Linked DNA regions of Anas platyrhynchos: region 1 is linked to region 2. The links are chromatin contacts, called in public Hi-C maps. All regions are on one chromosome and are shown on one strand. Each heading gives the region's core, a stretch centred on a gene start, on an enhancer-like site or on the middle of the called end of the contact. The rest is flanking DNA. Distances are from core to core; before and after follow the strand shown. Region 1 has its middle 21 kb from the start of NFIB. Region 2 has its middle 50 kb from the start of MPDZ.

What was found. A called contact is a pair of places that touch in the nucleus more often than the background predicts.
Region 1: a contact with region 2 is called in a Hi-C map of subcutaneous adipose tissue, with 3 times the contacts expected there. The contact joins two enhancer-like sites. A contact is called at or near these places in 3 of 8 Hi-C or Micro-C datasets (liver, skeletal muscle and subcutaneous adipose tissue).

The regions. Positions count from the first base shown.
Region 1 is chrZ:34,518,204-34,525,604 of IASCAAS_PekinDuck_T2T, reverse strand. No RefSeq gene overlaps it. Among named protein-coding and RNA genes, the nearest start is that of NFIB, 21 kb to the right of the region's middle. Within about 2 kb of position 3,709, at least 1 of the 8 cell types and tissues checked has an H3K27ac peak or open chromatin away from gene starts, as enhancers often do. A contact at or near this core is called in subcutaneous adipose tissue, where this site is marked.
Region 2 is chrZ:34,068,397-34,075,526 of IASCAAS_PekinDuck_T2T, reverse strand. No RefSeq gene overlaps it. Among named protein-coding and RNA genes, the nearest start is that of MPDZ, 50 kb to the right of the region's middle. Within about 2 kb of position 1,321, at least 1 of the 8 cell types and tissues checked has an H3K27ac peak or open chromatin away from gene starts, as enhancers often do. A contact at or near this core is called in subcutaneous adipose tissue, where this site is marked.

The DNA of each region.
Region 1 (7,401 bases), core at 2,460-4,959, 450 kb before region 2:
CTCCTTTTTTCCTTTACTTTTGTAACTCCTAATTGTACTGTTTTTCTATGTATTTCCCTGGTATTTACTACAAACCTTTTACTGATACCTGAGTTAAAAAGTTCCTCTCCACATGTACTCTTCTTCTTCTTCTTCCTCTTCTTCTTCTTCTTCTTCTTCTTCTTCTTCTTCTTCTTCTTCTTCTTCTTCTTCTTCTTCTTCTTCTTCTTCTTCTTCTTCTTCTTCTTCTTCTTCTTCTTCTTCTTCTTCTTCTTCTTCTTCTTCTTCTTCTTCTTTTTTAATTATTATTATTGTTTTATGTTTTAAGGGCTTGCTAGTTGAGGACAGTGAAAGAGGAATTAGTTAGCTGAAGAAGGTGCAAGGGTATGCAATTGCTCTAACACTTTGTCTATTTTGGGCTTTATGGGTGAGAGAAACAGATGAAGATAATTTCCTCTCGTTCTCTGTTTCTTATTAGTAAATCATGAAGAATTCATAGGTACAGAACATCCAAGAGGAATCATCATATGTATGCAAGGGAAAAATCTTTCCTTAGACTTTTGTCAATGTGTGAGTCAGATTCATATAAAAGATGCAATAAGCATTTCTGTTCTCAATTAGAGGTTTTGTTCTGATGGCAAATTAAAATTTAAGTCCAGCAGAATTAGGTGTGAAATCTTGCAGATTCCTAGCTAAGTGTACATTGTGATTCCACTTGGCAGCTAGCAGGACTCAGAAAATCACTCCTACTGGACTCTACTTTCCATTTTACATAAACTTCTGGAGTTGCGATTCTGCATGAAATGACAGCAAACTGCCACGAATATATCCTTAGCTTATTTTTAGTGTTCACTTCCTTCCCTTAATGAAAAGAAGGGCAACACACCAACTTTTATACCTTTATACTGAAGAGTAGCACTCTTGATTCTTACGGACTAAACAGATGAGATGAAATGACAATGAAATCCCTGGAACTATATACTTTGTTTTGCACTGAAAAAAAAAAAAAAAAAAAAAGTGCAGTCAAAGAATTAAATTTTTTTTTTTTTTAAATATTTGCCCTAAAATCGGCCCATTCACTTTTTTTGTTTTAACTACAGTTATGGGGAATGATCTCTGAAGCTTCAAGCTCTGTTACAAAGACAGATGTTTGAACGATCCTCTTCTGCTCAGTATCAGCTGTTTGGCAGAGCTTTCTTCTGAAATAAAGTACCAGTTACCTGCTAATTCTGGCTGCATTTTCAGAAACGATACAGGGATTTGTTTGATAACAGTGGTGTCCACCCCGCTCCCCACCCTCTCCCTCATCTTCAGGATAAGTAATCCTGGAGACTACAGGATGTCTGACTTTTTACACAAAAGTCAGTGTGATTGGTTGTCTGTGTGAAGAGGATCTAAAGAAATAATTTACAGAAGTCCCAAAACAGGTGGGCATATAGTGTCAGAATGCCATTCAGCGGTGTCATGTGATTTTCTCTAAATACGCTTTGCAAGATTCCCCTGAGCATAAAAGCGAGCTGTGTTGCTGTTTTCCTTCCCTCTGATTCCTGCACTACCACGGTAGGGGAGGTTCTTAAAGCTCTTTGAGAGGTGAACCGCAATGCAAGAAATAAAAATGAAACTTGACTTTTCATATTCAGGCCTTGACTAGGGAAGGGAGTAAGAGAACGTTCCCTATAAATGAACTCCCAGCTTAACAAAATCATAAAAGCCCCATAAAAGATTAAGTATTAGAAAATAATAGCAGACCAAAAAATACAGTAACAAAACACAGTAAATCATGCTTGGAGGGAACCTGTTTCATTTTCATGAATTAGGATGACCTCTGCATACTTCACCAAAGTTCTTATTTTACCACTCCTGAGCTCATAAAAGAGGGTATATTTCATCCCAGGGGTAATGTTAAGATACTGTGAGTTAAGCCCAGAAATATGTGCTGAACATCCCCCGTTACCAGACTGGGTGGAGCCTGGTGCATAGGACTAAGTCTTGAGTAACCCTTTCAAAACCTTTCTCCTCCCACAGTGCTCCCTGCTGCTACAGACCTGAGATCTGAGTAATTTGTCCTTGTGATGAGGTGACAGCCTACACAGCAGCTGAGCTTGCTGGAGCCTCTGGGAAAGATTTTGGTTCACATTTGATATTGCTTCCTAACTATTCAACAATCACCGCTAAACTGATGCATTGTTATTCATGCATGGGTCACCAAAGGAAGGATATGAACATAGGAAATGTAAGGCACACTGTGACCGTAAGTAGCACTAGGAGAACTACTGTAATTTTTGGTGGCCTCCAGCTCTGATAAATTACACCAAAACCTAATGTGGCTCCTAAAACAGCAGGCATGCTAAGAGCCACCTTTGTCCCACCTGCCACTTCTAACCATGCCATATGTGCTTCTGCTCCCAGAGGTGCCGGGCAAATTTTCAGACAGCTTCTCCATCTGGAAATGTTAGGGATGGACACCTTCAAATGGCAAGTAAAAAAATGCCATCTCCCTCTCCTCTACCATCACCATTAAAGCTATGCTTGAAGTCTACCACAGCTCTCCTCGACCTTCTTTTCAAGACCATAAATATAGGTGCTTCACTTTTCCTTGTTAGGTCTTATTTTATCTTGTTCTTGAGGATGTATCTTTATTTTGCTCACAGATATGTCTAAGACTTTGAAAGGACTGTCAAAACTTCAGGCTGAATTTCTGTTGTTCTATAGAAACTGGAGAACTGCATCTCATTTCATGACTACAATAGGAACTAATATGCTCCCTTTTGCTGGTTGCACAGCTCTACAAACCTCCTCTGCCTAAAGAGATGTGGCGATGAGAAATTCCACACCCTGTGCCTTGTGGCAGTGACAGCATCCCAGTGCTAGCTCCTCTCTTTCACAAAATGGGATGACAATGGCAACCTGGCTGCCATCTGAGGTTGCATGGCTGAGGTAGATGGTAACTATGATGCCCTTTGAACAGCTAGCTGATGTTAGATTGAGCTTGTGAAGAAGTTTAGTGGGAAAAATGTAAACGGTGTGTAGCACATGATATCTCTTCATAATGGCGTGTTTTTGGGGAGTACATGGAGCAAAGAAATTGACAGCGCTGCAGAAAAGCTGAGCTTAAGCATCTCTGCAGAAATCAAGCTTGCTGGTAAACCTGCCAGGATGATGCCACATAGTGTTTTTTCTTTTTCTTTTTCCCTTCCCTTCCCTTCCCTTCCCTTCCCTTCCCTTCCCTTCCCTTCCCTTCCCTTCCCTTCCCTTCCCTTCCCTTCCCTTCCCTTCCCTTCCCTTCCCTTCCCTTCCCTTCCCTTCCCTTCCCTTCCCTTCCCTTCCCTTCCCTTCCCTTCCCTTCCCTTCCCTTCCTTCCCTTTTTTTTCCAAGCTTCTTTAATAAAGAACAAACATGCAGTGGTACCAGTAAACAGTTCTAAACACTCAACACACCTTGATAAACCAAGACCTGGTGTGGATTATGTACCCTTAATACAGATTCGTGCCTGCAATCGGTATTGTGCAGTACTGAGGCGATGGGAAAGTCGAGTTTAAGTGCCACAAGACCGGAGTCTCTTCGAGCAGGACAGACAAACTTGGTCGCTGCTCTGCTGGGCCGAGGTCGGTCAGGCTGGCGTGTGAGGGGCAGCACCCGGGGACGGATGCTGGCGGCAGGGCTGGGACCGACCCGCGGCCCCACTTCGGTGCCAGAGGCGCCAGGGGGCGCGCGGGGGCCGCGCTGCGGTGCGCGGGGTGCGGTGCGCGGGGTGCGGTGCGGGGCTGGCAGGCAGGTGCGGGGCCGGTGGTGGTCCCGGCCGCAAGGCAGTGGCACCTCGGGGCTCTGACTGAATGAGGTTTCTCCTCCCAAAGGGACGAAACCTGCCAAAAACCGCCGCGACCGAGGCGGCGCGGCTTTGCGGTGCGGCTGCGGGGATTTGGGGTGTCCCCTGTGCAGCCCCCCGGGCAATCGCCCCGCGCCGCCTGTCTCGCTCGTAACCGCTCCACCGGATCCCTCGACGAGTTCTTAAAATCCGGCTGAATCTAAGAGTAAACGAGTAAAAGCCACGAAACGGTCAACAGGGGAAGGGGGAGGCTGCGCCGTTGCCTGTTCGTTGCCTGTTCGGCGCCCACCCGCATCCCTCGGTCTGTCCCCGACCTGCGGGACCCCGCGGGCGGGGACAGGTGCAGCGGCCCGGGGGGCCGGGGGGTCACGGGGGGATCATCCGCGGAGCGCCGGGGTGGTGGGCGGCCGCCGGGAGGGCTGCGGACACGCTCCGAGCCGCCACTGCGGGGCTGCGGACAGGCTGTGGGGGTCGGGAGTCGGGGGGTCGGGGGGCGGGGGGCGGCTCCCGGGGCGCCGCAAGCCCCTGGCCCGTCACCCACAAAGTATTTCTTGCATCGTGTTCTTGGACTTCCCGCTACAAAGCGGGAACTTAGTTCATTACCCTGCGAGGCTAGGAACGCGATTCCGCGGAGCGCTCCACTGCTCGCTGCCCGCTTTATTGCTGCTCTCCTCGAGCCGCGCTGCCTTGAGTTTGCAGCCTGCGGTTCGTGCCAGTACTTTTTTTTTTTTTTATTTATTTATTATTATTATTCAAGCGGAGCTGGCGACCGAGGAAGGGGTCGTGGAAAGCCTGTAGGACACCAGCTGGCTGCACGCTGCCGGGGGACGCGGAGACTCGCCACGCGTGTGCGTGGTGTTGTCTGCTTGAATATAACAAAAGAGATTGCTTGTTTTAAATAAACCAGTCCGCCTGGGTGTTACAATAAAGAGATAAATAATGGTACAAATGATAGGTACAAAGAGAGTGCTCCTAACCTGACGAACAATGCCACTCTTGCACCACAGTTTTGCAGGTTTTCCCTTACATATCTGAGTGATTCTATTCCCATTCTTTAAGGGTCAGGAAAGAGCAACTGGGATGCACTATAAATATATAGGAATTAGGGACTCTAATATTTGAGTGTGTTCGATGTAACCATATGAATATATTACTGCAGTTAAAATAGGTGTTGAATTTATTGACGCGCATATACAGAGAGAAAAAAAAAAGCCTTTCTGTTATTTCTCCCTGCGTTTTCGGAGTGTTAGACAGTGCTGCAATTAGGATAACTGGAAATCAGTATACTTGATTACGAGCAAAAAGACAATAATGATGAGACAGGGAGGTTGCCGGCACACGAAACATCACGAAGACAGCAGACTTGTTAGATGCCGAGGATGTTTATCTGGATGGCTGCTCATTTAGTTTCTTCATAACAAACACTGTGTTTATAACAAAGCAGTTACTGCTTCTTGTCATAACAAAAATCGCTATCCAAACAGGATTTTGCCCCCTTCTCTCGTGCGTAATGATCTTGCTCTGTTCTTGCCAATGTAAGTGATTTGGAGCTGTAAAACTATTTGTTTCTTCTTTTCTATACGTGCCCCATAATACGAATTTCATCCTCTCTGTGCAAAGAAGCCTCATTTGCACTTATTTTATTCATTTGTGTTGGTTCAGTCGCTGACCTCTGGCCACGGAGGGCACTGTACTCAGGATACCCTTGGCAGTGTCAGAAAATCGTACGAAGAAGATCGCAGTGATCAGGCACTTTATTCCATGCAGTATTTTTGCGAACTTGTGCGGGTGTCCATGCACAAGTGGTACGGGAACTCTCCAGATCTATGAAGTTGAAACCCCTTGTTTCATTGCTGCACCTCAGACTGTACCTCGTGCATTTACAAATGCGTATGTCATTGTAACCTCAAGGGCGCTAGTTTTTAAAGCCCGAATTACTGTAATTCGGTCTTTAGGAGGCATCACTTGACAGAGTGTTTTTTTTTTTTTTTTTTTTTCTCTCTTTCATTTCCATTTACTTTGCTCTGTCCCTTCATAATGTTGTTTGCATTCATGTTGGCTAGCGTTTAGCTAAACACACAGCAAAGTGTTTCTAAAATGGACACAAAGGTAGTCGTAGTGACAGCTGAAGCTCTGGGACAACGGGGAAAAATATTTAAGAGCACTTTAAAATACTCATTTACTGGAACTGTATTAATAGTGCAGGACTGCAACAATGGGGGGGGGGGAGAGAGAGGGAGAGGGACGGCAGGGATATTTAAATGGCATTAAGAGCGGACCCACATTTTACTACTGGTTATGAAGTCCATCTGGAATTCCCCCCAAAACTGTTCAATAAATGCTGACAAAGTGTATTTGTCAAGGGGACAAGAAGTCATGGCATTATTTTAGTCAGATTTCATTTATTTTGACAGGTGGGCACACCGTTATGGTGAGTTTTGTGTACAGTTATCATAAGGGTAGCACCTACAGAGTAGATTTATTTACCTGTTTATTATTTGGGGTATTTCCCTGCAACATTTTAGAAAGGTTTCTTTATTTACGCAAGTGTTCCTGTCTACTTTTTTTTAAATTAAAAAAAAAAAATGATTTGCCAGGCTGAGGGAGCCATTTCTTATAACAGGTAGTTTGACAAGGAAAACCGATGGTCTTAAATATCAAAGCGTAGTCAAACCGCAATGAGATTCAAAGAAGGGAGTGTTGGTACATTTTGTTCCAGCAAACGAGCTAAAAATAACAGCCCCCACCCATGTTGGAAGGAGGTTGATTTGCCCACTTGGAAGGGCCGATAGGAAATAGAAATTAAATTATTAATGTAATCAAACAGAGAAAAAAAAAAATCTGCACGGAGGCGCTAAGGGTGAAAGGGTTTTGTTCTGAAGTGTAGCTGACTTAAACAAGCCCGCGTGCAGAGTCGAGGCTCGGAGCGGGATTTGATGTGTTGTTGGGAGCTTTAATCTCATTTTATACCTTCCTCACGCCGCATCAGAATGCGTTTAAACAGGGTCGTAATCGTGCCAAACTGCACAGCGCAGTGTAACCCTGCTTCTGTCGCCGTCCTGACACTCGAAGCCCAAAGTGAGAGTCTCCTTTTCGGCCCCAAAGAAAGCTCCTTCCACACTTTCACGTATTCGACTTACCTGCAGAGCAGGGTCTCTAAAGGTGTCGGAACTACTTTGACATTCATTTCAGAGATTAGTGTAACGTGGAGCACGTCAGTGAGGAAAATGCTTAACATCACGATTACAAAATCCACGTTGGTGCCATTTTGCACCACGCATCTCCCCTCGCAGAACGCAGGGGAGAAACAAAACAAAACAAAAAGCCCGTAACTAGAAAACGGGAGAAAAAGCAAAAACAAAAACAAAAACACACACACACCACCCTCACCCCCGTGTTTAATCGCCCGACCTCCCTTTTCTGCACGGGGGGCAGGCTGTCGCCCCCTGCCCGAAGCGCGTCCCCCTCCGGTCGTTACTGCCCTACTCTGGCGGGCGGCGTGGGTTTGTTTTAGGGTCGGACCGCGGGGCGCACAATAGCGACCTCGTCGGAGGAGCAGCCCTCCGCCGCGCCCCGACAGCGCCGCGAAGCCGCCC
Region 2 (7,130 bases), core at 72-2,571:
CCTTCCTTCCTTCCTTCCTTCCTTCCTTCCTTCCTTCCTTCCTTCCTTCCTTCCTTCCTTCCTTCCTTCCTTCCTTCCTTCCTTCCTTCCTTCCTTCCTTCCTTCCTTCCTTCCTTCCTTCCTCTCTTTCTCTCTTTCTCTCTTTCTCTCTTTCTCTCTCTTTCTTTCTTTCTTTCTCTTTCTTTCTTTCTCTCTTTCTTTCCTTCTTTCTTTCCTTCTTTCCTTCTTTCTTTCCTTCTTTCCTTCTTTCCTTCTTTTCCTTCTTTTCCTTCTTTTCCTTCTTTCTTTCTTTTCCTTCTTTCTTTTCCTTGTTTTCTTTCTTTTCTTTCTTCCTACTTGATTTCCATGTTCTACCTAACAGAGTAGTAAGCTGATCTGCAGAGCAACAGGTAAAGGGAAGACATCAGCACAATGTATTTCTTTTGCCTCCTGCACATCAAAACCTGCCCCGCATGGAGGGACAGAGGGGCAGTCAGAGTGCTGACCATGCTCACCTTCAATGTTGAATTGGTGGAGGCACTCCAGTGGAAACCTTTTTTCAGAACACGGTCTTGAGGTCTGGAAACAAATCCAACATTTTCTTGACTCATGGAGTACAAGGTGCTAGCATCTGTTCTAGCTCCAGCATCTCAAGCTAGCAGATATTCTTCCAGAAGTGAAAACCAAAAATACTACGTGTTCTTTCTCTCCTAATTAAATCTGAACACTTAGAGGAGATTCTCAGGTGTAATAAAATTGATATGCCTTCTCTGGCACCTTAGGTCAGCTGAAATGAGGAACAATCTTATTATTACTTTCCAAGATGAATCCAGTCAAGTATGTTTGATCTCACCACAAGCATGGCATCAAAGTTTGCCTGTATGTTTATCCAATTTATGTTAATATCACTCAAAAATGCTTATCTCATGCCTCTCTTTCTTTAAAATAGTTAAAGTGCGTCTTCCACATTTCTGACCCAACAAAAACTAGGTCCAATTCTGTCTTCCTAAAAATCGTCATGTTTGATTTATTTCACTGTCAGAAATTTTGAACAAATGCCTCGGTGCATGAACTCTTTTCTGAGATTTCACTGTAAGAGCCAGCATCTCTTCTTTCCAAAAACATCCCACTAAAGTACTGAAAATCTGTGGTTGTGTAGAAAGTTTAATGGAAATTCTCCTCGTTACATGCCTACCCTTGCGGATTAATACCAGTACATTTTAAACAGCGGTTTGATTTCTAACATTGAATTAATAAAGTGGCGAACAGCCGTCGAAGTCGGCAGCAAAAGGCATGCTAACATCTCCCTCTGCTGACCGCTGAGGAGAAAAGCAACGGCTTTGTCTTGGAGAGCCCTGGATAAATCCTCAGGGCCCGAAAGACGGACGTGATTTAGGCTACACTGTGGGATCAGCCGTGGACGCTTGCAGTTTCTCGATTCATTAAGTGCAAACACTTCCCTTTGGCAGGATCATATGTATCTTTTCTTTTTCTTTCAGTGATGAACACCGCACGTGCATGACAATGAGCTCTTTGGTGTCTTGCTCCCTCTACCAAACAAATCAACTTGCAGGCACATACCAGGAAGTACACAGTGCAAATCCAAAAGGCATCTTTCACTAGTATTTCTCTCCTCAGCTGCAGCAAATAAATAATAATAATAATAATAATAATAATAATAATAATAATAATAATAATAATAATAATAATAATAATAATAATAATAACAACAACAACAACAACAACAACAACAACAATAACAATCCCTTTCTAAAAGTTTGATAAACTTTAGAAGTCTGTCTGGTGACTTTAAAACACTAAGACAGGAATTAAAGACAACTTGCATGCACAAAGAGAAGGTAAGTATTTTTAAAAATTAGGAACAGGGTCAGTCTGTGGCTGGCTTTTGAACAAATGTGCAAACAAGACTCACGAATTCTCTTTGCCACACACACACCTTCTTGTAAGGACCATCCATGGCAGTACACATGGCACAGGGAAGAGGGTGGCTGTGGGGTCACCATTTCCTCTTCTAGCCAAAAATGATAACCTGCGGAGTGAATGATGCCCGCCTTCTCCTGTGAAGAGTGCAGTGTCATTACTGGAGCTCAGCAAGAGTGCCTCCAGAAGGGCTCTCAGCTGTGACATTTATGCCCATTTTGAGTATGTGATGAGGCACAAATTAGTCTTCTAAGTGTATGACTCCAGAAGGAGAATCATACCCTTTTGTTTCTGTCTCTATGATTAAGTTCTTCCTCTTTATCTAAACCCATGCAAACCTGTCAACTGCATCACCCATCTCTGCTTAGAATTGCTATCCTATGAGCACCTGAAATAACATATGACAGACCTATCCAGTCTCACTCATTTGAAGTGAGCTGTCTCCTCTTACTTTTGGCTTCATTTTCATGCAGCCGTAAAGATTCACAGCATATATCAATGGAAAATGTAATATAACACTCAGAAGTTTTCAAATCTCACTCATTCAAATGAGTGTGACTTGACAAGTCTGATGTGATAAAATAATGCAAAGGATTTTAAAGATTTTGCTTAAATGCACAATGAAATGAAAGCTTTTTCTTTCATTTGTTTTCTTTGCTTTTTTTTTTTTTTTTTTTTTTTTTTTTAAACTTTAAAAATGAATTCTAAAAGGGTGCATCAAACTGATAGAAAATAGGAAGACTCTTAGTGCAAAGCCTGTCCTTTCTCACCTCAACCTAAGACTGCTTTGCAGTCCCCCTCACTTATGCTGGAAGAGTTTTACAGGGAGAGGGGGAACGGGGGAAATGAAGGAGGCAATTGCAAAACTGTGAAGGACTAAGGAGCTGAAGGCTATGAAGTAGTTGCTTTATCAGAATGAACTTGCAAATAAAATATTGTAAATGAACAAAGAAATTTGCTGCAGCTCAGCTTAGTTTGCTTAACAACCACTCTGTAAAAGCAAGGAAAAAAAAGAGGGCAGACAACAAAGAGAACTAAAAGAAAGATCAACTGGTAAGAAAGATCAACGGTCTGCTTCAGGTTAGGTGTTGGTGGATTAGGTTAGCAGGTTAGCTGTGGATGTGTCTTCAGAAGAGGTGGAGTCAGGTATGTTCTATTGAAGCTCGAAAGACCAGTTTGTAGGTTCAAATTTCATTTGAAAAGCCTTATTTATTTAGAAGTGTGAATTCAGCTTCTTAATTTTATGGATCCAGTTTTAAAAGCTAACCTGAAATTATTTAAATATAACAACCTATAACAAAGTAGACCGTAATTCCTATAACTTAAAATTTGTCACTGAAGTAAGGCAAGAATGGAAGGTTATATGTACAAATCCCATTATTTTAGTGGGAGCTCGATTTGTAGCAAATGGAAGTACCTCCTAGGCTAGCCTTTTTGTATCTTCCTCTAAAGTATATATTACTCCCTGCTTTCAAGAAGAAATTGGCCTAAATGAACAACTCTTTTACTCCATTTTGTGGCAGTTCCTGTCTATTACATAGAACTAATTTCTGTACTAGAATTGAAGGATTAAGAGTATTAGATTTTTGGTTGTTTAAAGACACCTTGAGTCTCACACAGTGTCAAAATTCAAGCATGCCATTATGCTAAATGTGAACAGTTCAACACAGCTCAGCATCCTTGCACAGCTACTTGCTATTTCGTGTCTATGATACCAGCTGACTTCTGTGAAACTTTGGATATCCTTTGGACAAATACAATAAGCAAACTAAAAAAAAAAAAAAGCCCTAGGAAGTTGTGACAGTGAAAGTTAAGGAGACCAAGATGAGAAGTCTGGGAGTGCTGGATGCAGAGATTTTCTCCAGTGCAACCAGATTTTTGTTTCATTTGTACTTCAGAAACCAGTAGTACCCAGACTTCACCCTAACCTTAAGTTTCTATAAACTCCCACATCAGTTCAGCTTGAGTGCCTACAGTCAAACCTCCTGCCCTGAGCAGGGTCAACACTGAATTCAGATCAAGTTGCTTAGGATTCTCCAACTGTGTCTTGAAAACCTCCAATGAAGGAGATAGCACAACCTTCCTGGGAGATCTCTTCTGCTGCTTAGTTAACCTTACAGTAAAATTTTGTTTCCTTATATCCAATTCGAACCTCCCCTACTTCAGTTTTTGACCATGGTGACATCCCCTGCTACACGCCTTAGAAAACGTCCAAGCCCCATCTCCTCAGTCCCCTCCCATTGGTGCAAGGGGGGGCTTTTAGGTGTCCCTAAAGCCTTCCCTTGTGGCAAATGATCCCCAGTCCTGTAGCTTGTCCTTGAAGGCCAAAGGCTCTGTTTTGCTGGAAGTCCTACTGTCTTGGATACTGCCTCTGATGTCACTCTATTTAAATCTTTCTTTTATTGGGAGCCCAACAACGTGTCACTTTTCTAGATGTGGTCCAATGCACACTGAGTGAAGGGGGTTAGCTACTTCTCATAGCTTACTGTCTGGGATCTTGTTCAATATACCATTAATCTCTGGGACTACATGCTGCTTGTTCATGCTTAGCATATGGTATGCCAGAACTTTTTCAGCAGAGTCTCTCCTCAGCCTGCCAGTTCCCTGTCTGTAATGTTGGAGAAGGTTAGCCCATCCTAGCAACATGGTCTAGCATTCATATTTTTTTGTTTCATAAGGTCCCTGTTGGCTGATTCCTGCAACCTGTCTAGGTGCCTCTGAATGAAGGTTTGAGCACCCATCAATTGGGAGATTTCTGCAAATTTGATGAGGGTCTATCAGCTTCCTTCTCCACATAATTGTTAGGGATGTTAAATAGGATGGATTCAAGGATGGACCTCTATGTTACCTTACTTGATATCAGCCACCACGTGGAGTGTTTCCCACTAGCTACTACTCATGGTATCTGACCATCCAGGCAAATTTTGATCCATCTAGTAGTGCACCTATCCAGACAATAACATCCCAATATGGATGTAAGAATGCAGTGGTAAGCTGTGTTTAAACCCTGAAATGAAACATGCTAAAATAAAGGTAGTCAAAATCAAATGGTCCTAACTCATCCACAGTCCACAATGCACATCCATGTATATTGTATATCATCCATGTATATCTCATTCCATCATAAAAGGCAATCAATGTCAAGTATGATTTATCCATGATGTGATATCTATGATATATATCCATGCTGTCTATTCCAAATTATTCTCTTATTCCAAATTATTTTCTTATCCTTCATGTGGCCAAAAACAGCTCCCAGGAGAATGAACACCATGACTTTTTCTCAGAAAACAGAAGGAGATAGATTTGTACTTAGTTCTACGGCTCTTCCTTCTTGCTCTTTTCAAAGACGACTGCCACATTTTACTTTCTCTAGTATGAGAATTTCCCCCAAATTTTCAAAGGTGATAGCAGCCCTGCCATGATGTCAGCCATCTCTCACCATCTTCAGATACATCCCTGTCAGACCTCAGCAACTCACAGGGTTAAGATTTCTCAAGAGATCTTACGAGCTGATACTCATTCACTGCTGATAGCACATCTCCGTGAGTCCTGCCTGGGAGAATATAGGGTACTTTGGCCTTTTTTGCACCCACTATCATAAAATCACCCACCTCATGTAACTTCATGACAATACATCAACACATTCCCTTTTTCTTTTTCTTCTTTTTCTTTTTCTTTTTCTTTTTCTTTTTCTTTTTCTTTTTCTTTTTCTTTTTCTTTTTCTTTTTCTTTTTCTTTTTCTTTTTCTTTTTCTTTTTCTTTTTCTTCTTTTTCTTTTTAGTCACATGTAATACCCAAGAGGTACTTACCTTTCCTTGCATATACTTCAATATCTGGTTGGGCATTACTCTAATATCTCTGTCTGGTAGTGGTCTGGCTATGTTCTAGTTTTAAAGCTATGGTCCTTGAGGGAGCAGTGGAAAGAAAAGTGTTTTACCTTTGTTTGTGGTGCATTTCTAGCAGATATAAAACATACCTGCATGCTTTGAATCTGTGTTGAGTGCAGGGTAACTACGAACATGGAAGATTCTACTGGAGGGAAACTCTTGCTGACTCTTGTGCAAAATGGAAATTGAGACACAATTGCCACAATTACAATGGACAGGGGGAGGACTTTCCCATGTGTGATGATCATAAATATTGATGGGAAAATAAAAACACTCCTAAGAAATAGCTCTGAGCCTATCAATGTGATATCAGAGCACACATGTCGGAGAGAAGGGAAATACCACCCCATGTGGGTAATTTACAAGGTGCTCTACACTTCAGCCTAAAGAAAATGCTCAAAACACAGCCTCCGGTTTCATGGGAAATGAGATTGTTAATCTAATCTAATTCTTAACCAACATCCATATGAATAATAGCCAAGTCACCAGTCATCACAATCAATCAACAGGCTGTATTGGAGGGCCCCAGGAGACACTCACACACAGTTTTGAGACTGCTGTAGTTTAGCTCCAGCAGGCAGCTCAGCCTCACACAACCACTTGCTCACTGTCCTCAGGTGGGATGGGGGAGAGAATCAGAGAGGTGAGAGTGTGAGAACTTGTGGGCTGAGATAAGGACAGTTCACCAGGCAAAACAAAAGCTGGGCACACAAGCAAAGCCAAACTAGGAATTGACTCACCACTTCCCACAGCAGGCAGGTGTTCAGCCACTTGCAGGAAAGCAGGGCTCAGCACATGGAATGTCTTCTTGGGAATACAAATGCCATCACTCGGAAGGCCCACCCTTCTTCCTTTTTTACCTCAGCTGTTGTTGCTGAGCATGACACCACATGCTGTGGGTCACCCCTCTGGCCAGCCTGGGCTAGCTGTCCTGGCTGTGTCCCCTCCTAGTGCACCCCCAGGCTCCTCACTGACAGGGCAGCATGAGGAGTTGGAAAGGCCTTGGCTCTGTGTGAGCACTGCTCTGCAGCATTGTGTTGTCAACATTATTCTCATCCTAAATCCAAAATGTGGTACTGCGTGAGACTCCATGAAGAAAATTAACTCTGTCCCAGCCCAAACTGTGTCAAAGACTGACTTGATATATTCTTAGAGGTATGATTTTGCACGTGAATGTGTTTGTCTGCACAAAGATAAAGTTTTTGAAGTTTGTTCTCAAAAGCTGCCTTGTGTGATGTTAGATTCCATTCTTGAAGACGTTCATCTTCCTTTAATTTCAATAAACATTGCAGAGTCCAGCTAAGAATTGTTTGAGAAACA